Linked DNA regions of Hordeum vulgare: region 2 is linked to region 1. Evidence: chromatin contacts called from public Hi-C data. All regions are on one chromosome and are shown on one strand. Each heading gives the region's core, a stretch centred on a gene start, on an enhancer-like site or on the middle of the called end of the contact. The rest is flanking DNA. Distances are from core to core; before and after follow the strand shown. Region 1 holds the start of LOC123410505 (cytochrome b561 and DOMON domain-containing protein At4g12980-like). Region 2 holds the start of LOC123411877 (auxin-induced in root cultures protein 12-like).

Evidence for each region. A called contact is a pair of places that touch in the nucleus more often than the background predicts.
Region 2: a Hi-C map of leaf shows a contact between it and region 1, with 2.8 times the contacts expected there. The contact joins the promoter of LOC123411877 here to the promoter of LOC123410505 in region 1. A contact is called at or near these places in 2 of 6 Hi-C or Micro-C datasets (leaf and seedling) and 1 of 1 datasets of contacts at active chromatin or transcription factors (embryo).

The regions. Positions count from the first base shown.
Region 1 is chr7H:192,593,325-192,597,350 of MorexV3_pseudomolecules_assembly, forward strand. It overlaps LOC123410505 (cytochrome b561 and DOMON domain-containing protein At4g12980-like), which reads right to left and starts at 2,030. Exons shown (of 3, transcript XM_045103450.1): 1 at 1,279-2,030; 2 at 134-388; 3 at 1-12. The coding sequence starts at 1,893.
Region 2 is chr7H:193,000,246-193,004,271 of MorexV3_pseudomolecules_assembly, forward strand. LOC123411877 (auxin-induced in root cultures protein 12-like) reads left to right here and starts at 1,712. Exons shown (of 1, transcript XM_045104834.1): 1 at 1,712-2,890. The coding sequence starts at 1,835. The coding sequence ends at 2,617.

The DNA.
Region 1 (4,026 bases), core at 780-3,279:
CAACGCAAAGATCTATAGTAGACCAAATAAATCAAACATATTAGTAAGCTCCCCTCTATGCAACTGACATCGCAAATTTTGGTGCACAAATACTGAATAGATAAGAGGAATTGGGAATGTGGAGATCATATACCTGAACGGTACCAAGAGCAAATACAGCGATCCCAATGTTCCTGTGAAGCGAGTAGGTGATTCCCTTGGACAGATTTCCTAGATGAATACCGGTGGCCCAGCCGGATACTCCCACACCATACCCTATCAGCTGGCAAGCAACGTGAAGGTAGAACCAAGCAGGGTCGGCTGATTTGAATGTCTTGAGATATCTAGCAACTATGCCTCCCATTGGCAGTAGAATCCCCCAACTCACAGCATTCAGAATTCCATGGGTCTGAAGAACAAAAAACAGGGGTAAGAATTGACAATGTTTTGATAAAATCACTACTCATCACAACAACTTTTGTATGATTTTATATGTGCATATGTATCAACAGGGACTATTGGATTTATTCCCCCCCTTAAGAATTACTGATTTCTTTATCACAACACAGGCATAAAAAGGGCTAAGGCTAGCAGAGACAACTTCTATGTCAATGCCATGAATGAACATGCAGATGTAGCTATCAACAATTAGACTGATCAAGGCGTAAAAGTCCACCAAGGCAGGAAGAAATCTAGCTAGGCAAGAAAAATTCAGCCCCAGTGTATAAACTTTCAAAGTGCATTGAACAGAAGAAACCATGTGGCATGTGACACACAGAGTCAACGTACCAGGAGCTGATGTATTTTCAGATCAAAGTCAACTCATGCCAACAAGAACACTAGTTAATTAGGCATCTGCATGTGAGATTTCACATGGCAACAGGCATAGTTTTCTTATGAGGTGTCCGTTAGAAGCATACAGAATTGATGGTATTTCCATGTTGTTGCACTACACATGCATAGAGCAAAACTGATTCATGTGGTTTACTCCTGTTTACTCATTGCAGTAACGCTTGGACAGCTACACTTATTCACTCGTAGAAAAGTTGAATTCAAAAAAAATTAGAGCTTCGGTTAAAAGGTGAAAATTGTCCCTATAATATTGCCAGAAATTGGGAGCTTCAGAGTTTTACTCCCCATAATTTTGATCCTACTCAAGTTGTTTCTGTAGAGAATGTATCTTTTCGTACAATTTTAGTTTGCGTTACGATTGCCAAACTGAATCGGAAGTATATAAAAGCTCGAGGATAGAGGCATAAATGTCGAATCAAATCAATAAATTCTGGGTAGAGCGCTCACATTTTTCTTCCTGAGGATGCTGCCTCCGCTGACGGCGGTGGTCGCCCCCGTGATGAGGTTGAGCTTCCCCTTGGCGCCCATGTTGGCAGCGGCCATTGCGTGTATGCCGATGCTCCCGCCGGACACCTGCCCGACCTGCCAAACCTGGTTCACCTCCCCGGTGCCGTTCTGGAGCGCGAGCTTCCCGAACATCTGGACGCGGCCGTCAGCGCCGACCTCGGCGGCGAGGTCGGTCGTCTTGTAGGCGATGCTCCCCGGCGATCCGAGGGACGTTCCCTGGATGGCGTACGTCTCCACGCCGTACGCGCCGCCCTTGGGTGCGGCGACGAGCGCCTGGGTGCCGCTCATGCCGTCGCCGGTGGGGTTGAGCCCCCAGGCGACCCAGCCGCCGGCCGAGGGCGGCGCGGCGACGAAGGCCACGGAGAGGGAGGACGCCGCCGGGTCGTAGGTCCAGTGCACGGACGCGCCCAGGGTAGGCAGGTCGGTGCAGGCCGCGTACACGCGGTTCTTGGAGAACCTCTCCGCCGTGCACGCCCCCGCCGCGCCCACGCTCGCCGGCGCCGCGGCCAGCAGCGCCGCCGCCGCCAGCAGGGCGAGAACCCGCGTGACGGACATGGCGGATGGATGGACGGGGGATCTCTTCTCCGGGGCCGAGGAGTTAATGGGGGTTCAGGTGGGAGGAGACCGGTGGGTGGGGAAAGAGGAGAGCTTTCTTTCGGGCTCAGAGTCGGAAGGAAGCAGAGCCGGGGCGTGTGGGAAGCAGGGGAGGGAGATGGCGCGGTTAATAAAGGAGGAGGCGGTGAGGGTGGTGTGGACTTTGGGAAGGGAAGGCGGAAACGTGGGCGCGTGTGATTGGGCGGGGGTTGACGCGGTCTGAGGCTTTTAGGAAAGGCTAAACACGTTCCGTTTTTACGTCCGTTCCTTGCCGTTTCTGCGCGGCGACTTGCCGAGTTTACTACTGAGCCGTAGCGTACGGTTCATGGATATGGTGCGTACGTACCTGCCTACATTTGACGTGATGACAAACTTCTGCATGACCATGTAGATTCAGTGCTGCCAGAGTGCTCAGTTTAGTCTACGGGATCCGCTAACTAAGCACAAACACAATTGTCGATATGGAAGTTCAACCTTTCTCAAGATGACGATGAAGTTGAATAGGAAGTCAATTATCATGTACTCCATCCGTAAAATTTAGATCATTAAAGTATCATGATAAGGCAGCTATTCGAAAGAGCTTTTAAAGAGAGATTGAATGCTTCTTAATATAATATAATCTTCTTTGACATGAAATCCCTCCTTGACGAATTTGAATCTTCTTCAAGGCTGCCTGTAATGAGAGTATCATACGTAGTATTATACATGTCAACTAATCAATTTTAATAAGGTGACATAGAATTAAATTAAAAAAAATGGTTGAGTATCATATCGTGATATTGTATCATATCATGATAATGTATCATGTACTCCCTCCGTAAATAAATATAAATTATTTAGATCATTAAAGTATCATCATAAGGCAGCTATTATCGAAAGAGCTTTTAAAGAGAGATTGAATGCTTGTTAATATACTATAATCTTCTTTGACATGAAATCCCTCCGTCACGAATTTGAATCTTCTTCTAGGTTGTCCGTAATGAGAGTATATGTAATAGTCTTATACATGTCAACTAGACAATTTCGATGAGGTGACATAGAATTAAATCTTTACCTAATAATAAAGAGGCTATCGCTTTCGTCGGAAAACCCACCGAGGTGATTTTACAAAAAAGCCCTTACTGTTTATGACATTAAACTCGTAGTATATATTAAATATTTTTTTAAATACTCATATCTTTTAAACCGTAACTCCAATTTAACATATTATACATGGAATTTGATTAGAAAAATATGTAGAATTTAAATATGATATTATTTTATCTGTTAAACGTTTAATAAAAATACTATCTAGGATGCAATCTTAATAAATAAGTCATTATTCGTCTTTCTTTCATACCGGTACTCATCCGGGTTGGGGATGAGCACGTCAACAAAATCAGGATTAGAGATGAAACTGAAGGTCACTTGACTGATTCTTTGTACGTATTAAATCTACATGCAAGCCGTGTTAAAATAGAAGACCTGTGAAATTTTGAACTACATTTTTGTAGGATAAGACCATCTTTATTTGTATCGTAACTATAAATTCTCAAATTATAGACATTTTTTATAAATTAAGAGCGTGTGCCGTGTGGTATTTCTTTCTCCCGTTGCAACGCATGAGCCCTTTTGCTAGTGAAGAAAGAGAGGGTTACGTATCATATCATGATACTGTATCATATTAACTGATGTGTTACTATGTGTCTTGCATGACAATAAATATTCTACCTTATGATTCCAACATATAGTACTATGCATTACGGATGTGGTATCATATAGACTAGTATCATATGCATGATACTAGTATATGATATTATCGATTACAACCAACCTTAGCGGACTTCACAAATTTGATGGGTTAGGGCTTCTCGAGACCCGTGTCACCAATGAGGACATTCTAGGCGTAGTAAATCATCTCCCAGCGCATAAATCCCCACGCCTGAGATTTTAGCACAACCTATATTAACTGTGAAGAAGAATAAATAAGTAGGAAAAAATCGAGACAAACTCCCTGTTGGCCCACCCTAAGAGATTGGACTAGATCCGCCACTACATTACTCTCACTCCCAAAAGAACGATTTCATGTGTCGAGAGATTTCAAACCTATTTCAC
Region 2 (4,026 bases), core at 462-2,961, 410 kb after region 1:
TGTTTCTTTTTAATACGTATCGCCGTCCCTTGTGGGCACGGCAACGTAACATGCACAGGAACGTAACATGCACGAGGCATGCATTCAAGCGGCCGGTCCATGAGCGTGGAACAGTAGTAGTAGCTCTTTGCGCGTTGCGTAGACGCCGGAAGAAATTTCACACGCATTGAAACGCAGCGTGATTCGTGAAAGAGGAAAATCAGCCCACATGCAATGCGAACTTGCAATGAAATGTCTGCGTTTCTTGGATAGTTGGGTCAGCTCCCACAAGGAGATACCATCAGTGGCCATTGGTTGGTTATCTTCTTTCTTTTAGGTGATGCGGTGTACTAGTGATGTGACTGGCCCGGCTCGGAGCACTGTCACGTGCATGGTTTCGTTGCTTGGAGCCCGGCGTGCCGTCGACCGCGCCTCTTCTGCGTTGCCTCCGTCCTCGTTTGGCACAACGGGCAATAATATCGTGGCCGCGTCCTTATGGCACCTTCTGCACCCAGCCACCGACGCATCGTCTTGTCTAGCTTCAGTTGCCCCTCCCCCCATTCGCGCCAATTCGGTGCGAGTTTTTTTTTTAACATATACTCTCTCCGTTTCTAAATATAAGTCTTTTAAAAGATTTTACTAAAAGTCTACGTACGAAACAAAATAGATGAATCTACACTTTAAAGTATGTCTATATACATATATATGTAGTCCATTAGTAAAACCTCTAAAAGATTTATATTTAGAAGCGGAGGAAGTACACATGAAATATCCTTATGACGAAAAAGTTTGTCATTTCTTATATTAATACTTCCTCCGTTCCTAAATATAGGTCTTTTTAGAGATTGTACCAGTGGACTACACTACGTTTTAAAATATGTCTATGTACATTCGTATCAAGTCCTCTAATGAAATCAACATGTGGATGAATGGTTAGAGGGACTGTGTTATCTTTAGTCTATTAGGATTCAAGTACCGTTGTTTGCATTATTTATGGATTTATTTTAGAATTTTCGGCGATACTTTTTAGTAGGAGGAGATGTTTCCATGCTCGTAAATCTCGAGATGATATGTCAGATTTATTTCAAGATTTTCGACGATACTTTTCAATGGGACGACATGATATGTCAGATTTATTTCAGAATTTTCAGCGATATTTTTCTAGTGAAAGGAGACGTTTTCATGCTTGTAAATCTCGAGATGATATGCCAGATTTATTTCAGGATTTTTGCTGATACTTTTTCAGTGAGATGAGATGATATGCCAGATTTATTTCAGGATTTTCAGCGATACTTTTTCAATGAAAGAAGACGTTTTCGTGTTTCTAAATCTCGAAATAATATGCTAGCTCAGGCGTGTTTATATGAATGTGTACATATGTATATTCATTAAAGTGAGTGTATGCGTGTTTTATACGAGGGATTGCATGTGTACTGTGTTAAAAAAAAAATAGTGTGTGCCGAAGAATCCATCTGCATACACCCACCGTCTTTGATGGATTTATGTCTGAACCGAGGACACCTGTGGCCAGCACACGCACACCAAATTTACAGGAGTCATTACAACCCATTTTTTTTATCGCCAACATGTCTATACACTGACCTAGAAAGGCTTCATTAGCCTTCACACCAAACCAAATCCAGACTTTGCAATGAGAAAGAAAACACAAATTTAACCACAAACCGACCCAAAACCTTCAAATATTACACATAGCCCCACCTCCCCTGTTATAAAACCCCACCGTCCCCGCGTCCTCACCCCGCACTGCACTGACACTCCGAGAACAACAAACACACACACACAAACCAGCACAAGTCCTCACTCACCACTGACGCTCCGAATCTAGCGGCGGCATATGGCCTCCACGATGCCGCGCCACATCGCGCTGCTGTTGCTCCTGCTCCTCGTGGCGTCCACGCGCGCGGCGTCCGCGGCCGGCGCCGGCGCGTGCGCGGCCGAGAAGTTCCCGGCGGGGAAGACGTACGCCAAGTGCGAGGACCTCCCGCAGCTGGGGGCCGCGCTGCACTGGACCTACGACGAGTCCAAGTCGTCCCTCTCGCTGGCGTTCGTGGCCGCGCCGGCGGGGGCCAACGGGTGGGTGGCCTGGGCGCTCAACCCCACGGGCGAGGGCATGGCCGGCGCGCAGGCGCTCGTGGCGCTCAAGGGCTCCGGCGCCGCCGCGCCCACCGTCAGGACGTACAACATCACCGGCTACGTGCCGCTCGGCAAGGCCTCCACGCCCATCGCGTTCCCGGCCACCGACCTCGCCGCCGACTCCGGCAGCGCCGGCAAGATCCGGCTCTACGGCAAGCTGCAGCTGCACAGCGGCATGAAGGCCGTCAACCATATATGGCAGGTCGGCACCTCCGTCACCGCCGGGGCCCCCGACAAGCACGCTTTCGCCCCCGGCAACCTCGCCTCCAAGTCCAAGCTCGTCCTCTCGGGCAAAGCGGCTTCCGCGACCTCGCCTTCGCCGTCGCCCGCCCCCATGGCCGGTGGCCCGTCCGGAAGCGACGCCGGCGCGGCGGCGACCACGGCGCCTTCTGCCGGCAAGTCCCCGTCGGCCGCGGCCGCGGCCGGCGTGTCGGCGCCGGCACTCCTTGTGCTCGCGTTGATGGGCCTCCTCGCGGTAGTATGATGGCATGAATGAGTACTATAATTAGCGGAGGTGGCAGTGGGCATGGGGAGGAAGCATTTCCTGAACAATATAATGTTCCAATTTTGTCGATCGATCTTGCTTTTGCTGCCTATTCTTTTTCCTATTTTCGATTGAAATAAAAGCTGGTTCTTGTACTGATTATTATCGAGCTGTTGTTTGTAGGTAGAAAGTAGTACTAGCTGTAAGTGATTAGTATTGTAGTGGACATGTCACTGAGTTTATCATATGACTGATATAATTTTTAGCATCAAAGGAGCAAGTGTTTGGTAGTGCAGCAGGAGTATCTCTTGCATTCTGTGCGGTGGAGTTGCCCGATCTGGCCTAGTGATACACGCTGATTCGATTTATTTAAAGCCCGGGCACCGAGTGAGAAGCAAGATTTTGAAACATAGGAATGCAAAATCCACGGATTAGAGTGTCATGTACACTTGATTGCGCAAATAAAAACACATTACTTGGTGGGCTTGATGGGAAATGAAGAATGAAGTACAAATGAATTATAAGTAAAAGTCTCTATGGTTTGCAATTCCACTAATCAAACGACACACCTAAAACTAAAATTCATAAGGATTTAAATACTCCATAATTATTTTTAAAGATTCTTGGAATTAAGGAGGCCTTTTACCTTTTATTTTTTTTGTAGGGCATCATTTTCATTACAGATTTGATTTTTTAATGATAAGCACTGAGCATGCAGGCAATCCTGTCCCACATTGGCAGGTCATCAACATGGATTTCTGGCTCTTCATGTGCGCATGCCAGTTTGTTAATGCTCCTGAGCCCGTCCGTCAGTCCAGCCCGAGACCCCGGGTTGATATTTTCTTCACGCTCTCCTGCCAACGAGTAAACGCGCTCACCATCCTTCTCCAACTTGGTTTTTATTTATTTTACCGACACAAGCCCGACTACTTGGGTCAGTCTTCACCAAAAAAATGTACTAAACAACTCATGTCATTTGAAGTTTTGACCTACTGGTCGCTCTGTAGCTGGACAGCTGGGTCATCTAGATCATCATTTTTTTCTACTACAAAAGAAATACTAGCCATCCATACATTATAGAACGTGGGTGGTGTTCCACCCTGTCTACAAACAAAAGATGGAAAAGAACATGGACTTTTGTTCAGAGCGAAAAAGAAGAAATAAAAGGTTGTACTGCCGGAACCTAGTACGTTGGCCCCTTCAAGTTTCAAGTCCAGACGCCACATTTGCTGCGTCGCGCAGCGCTAGTCGGTAGGTGGAGGCAATGATGCACCACCGTGTCGTCGCCTCGTCGGCTTGTTGCATGGGTGCAACTGCCCGGCCCGGACGGCTAGCTGGCTGCCCTTTCCAGCTTCCGGCTGGTGCGTACATGGACCTCACCACCTCCATGATCGCCGTGAAGCTGGCGG